Linked DNA regions of Anser cygnoides: region 2 is linked to region 1. The links are chromatin contacts, called in public Hi-C maps. All regions are on one chromosome and are shown on one strand. Each heading gives the region's core, a stretch centred on a gene start, on an enhancer-like site or on the middle of the called end of the contact. The rest is flanking DNA. Distances are from core to core; before and after follow the strand shown.

What was found. Hi-C and Micro-C count contacts between places; a contact is called where the count stands out from the background.
Region 2: a Hi-C map of liver shows a contact between it and region 1, with 2.6 times the contacts expected there. The contact joins two enhancer-like sites. A contact is called at or near these places in 2 of 7 Hi-C or Micro-C datasets (both in liver).

What each region holds. Positions count from the first base shown.
Region 1 is chr2:111,747,281-111,750,894 of Taihu_goose_T2T_genome, forward strand. It overlaps TGIF1 (TGFB induced factor homeobox 1), which reads right to left. Exons shown (of 6, transcript XM_066992815.1): 5 at 3,027-3,614. Among named protein-coding and RNA genes, the nearest start is that of TGIF1, 20 kb to the right of the region's middle. Within about 2 kb of position 1,396, at least 2 of the 3 cell types and tissues checked have open chromatin away from gene starts, as enhancers often do. A contact at or near this core is called in liver, where this site is marked.
Region 2 is chr2:111,881,907-111,885,797 of Taihu_goose_T2T_genome, forward strand. MYOM1 (myomesin 1) reads left to right here. Exons shown (of 37, transcript XM_048058026.2): 12 at 125-324; 13 at 1,801-1,857; 14 at 2,215-2,339; 15 at 3,834-3,891. Among named protein-coding and RNA genes, the nearest start is that of MYOM1, 35 kb to the left of the region's middle. Within about 2 kb of position 1,280, at least 2 of the 3 cell types and tissues checked have open chromatin away from gene starts, as enhancers often do. A contact at or near this core is called in liver, where this site is marked.

The DNA of each region.
Region 1 (3,614 bases), core at 146-2,645:
TAAAACAAAATACTGAGACTTCTTCAATTTGTAGCTAGCGCTGGCAAATCACATCTACCCTAGGCCTAAGGGGAGATGGAGACATCCGATGCACCTAAGTGTGTGTCATTCCTCGTCTCTCTGCACAATCACAGACAGTGAAAGGTAAAAGGTTGACACTGTCCAGGCAGTTCACAGATGATGCAGCAAAACTGCCATGGCATTCAGCCTTGCTGCTGGATCAAAACAAGCACTGACAGCACAGGCTGCAGCACTGGGAGCTGCAGCAGGGAGTCCCACCGTTGGCCCTAGGGAAGGAGAAAGTGGAAAGAAGGAGAAGGATGGGGCAGAAGAGGGTGGACACCAGCATTAAAGCTGCAATAATTTAATCTGTGGCAAAAGCGTTTGCTGTCACAGTCTGTAGCAACAGCTAAAGGGGAAAATTCCTTCCTATCATGGAGCAACATTTTGTTAAATAGTTTCTGAGTATCTGACATCCCTTCCCAGGGCAGCAGTACCACCACGACTACTACTTACACCATGCCATTTGCAAGCCTCAAATGTGTCAGGGCAGCATCATGCCTTCGAGCAGCTCCCTAAACCCCAGCTGAAGACACAGGAGATGCAAGTCCCTGGACAACAGCAAGGCTTGCACGGGGCAGGTCTTCATCACACACAGCTGAAAAGATGCCGACTAGAGAAGGACATGGCGCAGGTTTAACAGAAATAATGTAAGTTAAAAGTTCCAGGTCAGTGCATGGCTGTCACTGCTCTTGGGTAAGCCCTCACGGTGGGAAAGAAGAGTTTGAGTCTTGTTCCCATCTCGCTAGCAGCTGTTTTAATCCAGAATAAACACCGGCCTTTGATTTTAAGTGAAGTTTCGCAGCTGTGATTGCAGTGTTAGGGAAAAAAAGAGACTTCACCCCAGAATAATTTCCAGTTGTGAAATTTGGCTGAGGCATAAAGATGATCGTTTAACTACTTCAACAGAAAAACGTCTGTTTGCCAACCTCCAAGTGATCCCAAAAGAGCCATGCCTAAAGCACCTGAATTTTAAGTCACAGTCCTGCATGACAGGGTCCGATGGCCTTGCACAGTGCCCTGACTCACCACATAGCAAATACTGCTGTGATTTAAAGAGATGTAAAAACTGGTGCTTTATGCCAATGAAGCTGTGTATCTGTATAGAACGAATAGCATATTCGATAACTAGGTAGCGTATGGCTCGACCTGAATGACTACGAAATATTATTTTGCACGATTAACCTAATGTTTCAACTGACAGAGAGAGTTTCCTTTTGTTTACATCTTTCCTGGCAATGGCATCATGACGACTGCAGTCTGGCTGCAAGAATGCACAGGGAACTGGGAACCCAGCCACACATTAGCAAATTGCAGTGTACTCCCCTCACTTCTTGTCCTTTGTTTAATAGCCACGTGCTTGTCTCCAAAAGGGGAAAAAAAAAAAAGCTATGTGTGTGCTGTACAGCATCGCCGTGATGATTCATGGCAGCCAGCTTCTCCCAGGCAATGTCGAGATTCCAGGTAGGAAGCAGCCCCCCGCTGCATTTGTCCTCTCAGAACAAAAATATATCTTAGCAGTGGACGGTTGAAAATAAATCCAAGAAACCAAGCCAAAACAAAGAAAACCTGTTGAAGCACGCAGAGCTTGTCATTAGAGCGTAATCCAAGCAGATTTTGTTTGTCAACATTTGCGTAAGTCAATATAACGACAGTCTGAAATGATCTTTAACTGGAAATGTTTTCATGTCAAGCAGCACGCATGAGCTTAGCGTTAATGGTCCGAGGGCTTTCTAAGTGTCAAGCGACACGGGTGCTGGCACAGCTTCTCTGTCTGCCCCACTGCTGCTGCTGCAGCAGGCACGGCCACCACCACCGGGCTCCAGCAGCTGCGTCACAGCAGGGATGCTGCTGGCTGCGAGCTTCTTCCCACGGCACGCTCCTCAGCACACTGAGCAGACACCATGCTGGAGGAGACGTGTATTCTCTCCTTACGTTGCACTGATCCCAAGTCAGAACGCCCACCAGAGCAGGTGAAGGAATCTGCTTACACACCAGTAATTGCACCCACAATAATTGCACCCACCTGGGAGAGAGGTTTAGCGCTCAAATGATCCAGCCTTTATTCAGACCTCTTCATATCTCATCTCTCTCTCATTTTTTTTTCAATAGGCAAGACGAAATTCTGCTCCCACACCTCAGGAGCCAGTACATTATATTGGCTCTGGACTTTCAGCATTGCAACTGGGAGCAGAAGTTGGATCTGATTTTTAATTCCTCTCTCAAAAGGTCAAGGAAACATGAAACTGCAAAAGCCTAATTCTTCTCTGTGCCACATTTGTGTAAACCCAGAGGGCAACATGGCAATGGTATTTTTAATGTCTTTTTTTTTTTTCTTTTCGCCTTTTCAATACAAAAAGTCCTTTGCACATCTGCTGACAGCTCACACAGTAATGCACTTATTCCCACATCGCTCCTTCTAAGAAGTTGCTTCTGATGAATACTGACAGCACCTAAGAGGGCTCCAGCCACCACGGCGCAAGCATGGTAAGAGGAGCAGGGGCTGAGCAGGGGTCGTGGCACAGCCCTCAGCATCACTGGGGGGGTTGGATCTGGTTCCCCACAGTCACAATCCACAGAATTGGTCACCCATGTGCATGGCTGTTGTTAAATTATGAATATCATAAGAAGGTATTCAGTGGGATTTAATATTCCTACTAGCGCGCCTCCAAAGACCCAGCTGGAGGGGCTGCATTGTGGTGGGCTGAACACCGTGTGAATGTTGATTGTGTCTCGTGGTGTTTGCTCCAGGAAGGAGCCCTGCACCAGAGTAACCTGCTGTGATCTTGTTATTTGTCTTTGGTAATGGTTTGTATGATTTAAAGCGTCACAACTGAGCACATTTGTCCTTTTACCACTACTCAGCATTTGTTTTACAAAGAGATATGAAGGCAAAGTCTTCCACCTAAAGACTTAATCAACCTGATCAGGAACTAGTTGTCTGATATAAACCCCAAATCCAATACCTTTTCTGCAGCTGGAGTACACTACAATAAAATATGGCCCCGCCGTTCCGCCAGCCCTTGCCAGGTAAGAGTGATTCAGCACGAGCAGGGCAGGACATCCCTTTGCTTCTCCCGAACAGGAACACGTTGTCCCTTAAACCCAGTCTGAGGAAGTCTGTAGAAGAGATGTACTGATAACACGTGGAGATACGTTAGCAGCTGTGGAGGAACCCACAGCGGAAACCAGGTAAGTTAATATCACACACCTCTACGGCATGGGCAGGCACTGCAGAATGGCTTTTGGCCCAGCACCAAGCTTCAGAAAACACTGCAGGCCAGCTCCGTGCTGGCCGTATCACGTTCGGAAAGGAGGTGGCAGCTTCTACAGCTGTGGGTGTCGAGACCTGTGTGCGGCTCGGCTGTCCCCTCCTCCGGGCGAGGACGAGGCCTCTGGTAGGCCTCGGGAGCCGCGCTGCCCCACCACGCACGGCCGGGCCACGCCGCGCCGCCGCCTATCAATCAAGCACACACAACTCCTTCGGAGTTCAAAGGCAAAGTTGCAAAAGACTTGTTATTCCCTAGAGTGCTCCCAAGATTTATGTACTGTCA
Region 2 (3,891 bases), core at 30-2,529, 130 kb after region 1:
CTGGGGAAGCTGGCTTGCTTCAGGCAATGAACGTGAACAGATGGTCAAACTAAAGGTCCGGGTGCTTGGAGTCAGCGTTTTTCCCTTCCCAGCACTACTCTTTCCTGCTGTTTGTATGTTTCAGGTGTGAAGTTGGCACCACCCACTGGACCCAGTGCAATGAGACTCCTGTGAAATTCGCCCGTTTTCCTGTCACCGGTCTGATTGAGGGCCGCTCCTACATCTTCCGAGTCCGAGCGGTGAACAAAGCTGGCATTAGCCTACCATCCCGGGTGTCCGAGCCCGTGGCGGCCCTGGATCCTGCTGACAGAGCCAGGCTTAGAAGTAAGACACGCTTTTTGCCGCTTGCCTGAAAGACTTAAGAAATTGTATGAAAAATAATTTAAAAAAAAAGTATGACTATTTATTCATAAGCCTTCAAAATCCCACTAGAGGGAGCAATGCAAAAACAAAATATTCTTTGGAGACAACTTTTGCCAAGAAGGATTTGTCTCAGTGCTCTTTGCACAAAGCACTCCAACAGTTTGAATGGCTTTGCTGGCTACAGTACTGCACTCTGGACTTGCAGAAAGCAGGGAAAAGGCACAGGAGAGTAAATTGCCAGAAGAGACTTGCTTTTGTTCCACCAGCAAAATAGCTGAGTGGATCCTGTGAATAGTCTCCCTCTGTGCCACAGGCAAGAGCAGCTGATTCTGTGCTCATGTGATGACCAAAGTCTTGCAATAACATCAGCAAAATATCAGGGCAGCCCAACAGGTTATTGATCCCGAGCTCTCTGCTTAACAGTGAACTTTTTTACAAATCGAGGATATTTCTCCTGTAGCCTGGCGACGTCCTAGGCACAAAGGCCTTGGTGAGGAGTTTAACTAAGAGTTTGCTTCAAAATCCCCTTCTCTACCCACACCCCAAAACCACATGCCTGAAATCCAGGTATTTCTACTCATCTCTGAAGTTTTACTATTTAAAATGGCCAGGTTTGACACTACTAGGAAATACCGTGGTCACACGTGAAACCTGAAGTCTGGGAGGGCTTTTGCTTTTCACTGGGAAGAGTTGAAGCTGTCTCAGGAGAGGGAGTCTGATTTTGGTGGCCTGTTGCATCTCCTTTTCTCCCTCATGATCCACTTTTCTCCCCATCTGCTCCATCTCTACTCTCATTTCCAAAACAAATCAGCCAATGTAAGGTGAAGCACATGGAGGTGGAGAACAGCAACTGCAAAAATTATCTCTGAAAATGCATTGACCTGGCTGATAGCATTGAGCTACATAACTGTGATAATATGATAATGCAAGGGCACTGAGAGAGCCACCCAAAGCATATCAAGTTGGTGTGTGGAGTCAGGCTGAGCAATTTCTGTCTGTGACTGTGACCCTTGTTCTGAAAGCTGGAAATGTGAGGGAAAGTGGGTTAAAAAAAGATGAAGAAGAGCCTTGCCTCTTGCTTTAATGAGTGAGCTTATAAACCAAATGAACAGAGTGTGGAAAATGAAGTTAATTCTCTAAAAACAATTAACTGAGTGAGCTAAATACCTCTGCTTGTCGCTTAAGTGACTTCAGAGAAATTTCAGCAAGGAATATATGCCTCTGTTGATTAATTTTTTCTTGATATATTGATTGCAGAACTACTTTAAACTAGGTTTGAGTGTCCTTACATGAGTAACAGTCACAGCAGTCACCAAGAACTGAGCTCATGTGAATCTTGCAAATGTTAGTTTTGAACCACAAAGGACTCAGTTTGCTCAATATTTCAAAAGTTCCTGAAAGTTCTCATTTCCATCCTCTCTATGACATCTGTTTCAGGTCACCCTTCCGCTCCCTGGACAGGACAGATTATTGTCACTGAGGAAGAACCTGCAGGTAAACACAGCCCTTTTGCCTACAAAAATTTGGCTGAGTAATGAGGAAAACTTCCATTGAGTTCAGTGGACTTTGGCACACACCCAAAGTTCGTTGTTCTCAAGAGTCACTCAACCTTCAACAACTCCAGCTTTAGGTTTCGTTATTCAGGACTTAATAAATAAACATGTCTAACATTAAAACAAGGACATTTAAAACCAGTACGTAGATTACTTTAAATACTACGTTTTCTAAAACTATCAGGTGCCAAGATATGTTAATACCTGTCCTATACTTTAATCACAGCACCAATTCTGATACAAATATGAAGGAATTCATACTCATTTCCATTTCCTACTCTTCTTCCCTGTACTTCAGAGGGTGTTGTTCCTGGTCCACCTACAGACCTCCAAGTTATTGAAGCCACAAAGAACTATGTTGTGCTTAGTTGGAAACCTCCTGGACAGCGGGGCCATGAGGGTATCATGTACTTTGTGGAAAAGGTAAAATCAGAGAAAATCAGAGTCACGTTGTGGCAATCCACTTTAACATTTTCTTTGCCGGCTTTTCTGGAATTTCGTTTCCACTTTCAAACTCAGGCTAGAACCAGAAGTTCATTGACATAATTGTTGCTGTAGATTAAGATAAAGTAGGAGGAAAAGAAAGATGATAGTTATGAAAATGGATGTAGAATGTGTCACACACTGTAATAGCCTTTCATGAACTGTGTCATTGACTGGCCATAGGGTAGATAGGCTGGCAAACCCACTCTATAATGAGAAAGCAAGGTGCAAAATCAGAGCTGTATATACATCATTTGTATAAATGAAGCTTGTCTTGTGGGACAGACTGTTAACATTTTGGATGGAGGCATTCTGTGAGAGAGTTTCTGGGCATCAGCACTTTCTTCTCCAGCTGCCTTTTCATATTTATTGTCTGCATTAGCTTTCCATTTGCTTCACCAACTCAACAAAGGTGACAATTTTTCTTTTTCTAGAACAGAATCATTTTTAATTTCAATGTCCTGCTTTTCTGAGCTGTTTTTCACATGGCTGATAGCCTAGAAAGATCTTCACCACCACCATTTTACTAGTGTCTCATGGTTCCCACAAACTTTTTATCTGTACTTTTCCCTATCACTCTAGAGCTGTCATCATGGGAGATATAAATATCTTCCCATTATGTGTTTTTCATCTCTCTTATGAAATCTAGTCTAAATAAATGAGTTTCACTTAGCAACAGTCTCAGAGAGGATGAATATATGAATTTTGAGTTTCCATATAAGAAAGCTTTTTGATAACCTATTGCATGCTGAGTACTGCACATTGATGTCACGTATTGAGATAATATTCTCCTGAGAATTTGAAATCCCTCAGAAACAGGACCTGTTATTTGAAATTTTCTTTAACGTAAGGCAAAAGTTAATTGTTAATATTAGCAGTATAAGTGACCATGGTATGTAGAGCTTCTAGCAGCAGAAATAAAAACAATTCACAAATAAAATGCACATGCTTTTTTTTATTTTTTTCCCCTGGAAAATGGAAGTCAGATTAATTAATTCTGATTAATTCTGGAAGTCACCCAAAAACATTCTCAGGAGTGGCACAATGGCATCTAAAAGCAATATGGTAATATTAGAGGTTTGTTCTCTGGATGATGTTGAATGACTACAGAATTTCTTTTGAGGGTAGTCTATAGGGTAGGATACAGAACTGAATACAGTTGATAGCAAGATCACTTCCTTGCTGTGGGGAAGTGTTTAGCTTTGATATATTAAAAACAGTAAGCTTGTAGGTGTGATTTCTGGAGTAGGTGGACATCTGGCAGATTCATAAGCTTTGAAATACACCTTATTCTGTGGAATGGCCGAAACCAGGAACATGACTCCTTGTTTTCCATGTCAGACGTGCATTTGATGGTCCATGTAGAAAGCCTTGTCAGGTTAGATTCTCATTGCTCAGAGAGTTTTGTTGCAAAAGTTGTTTCTGGGTTTGCAGTGCGTTGCTGGCACTGAGGAGTGGCAAAGGGTGAACACTGAGATCCCTGTGAAGTCTC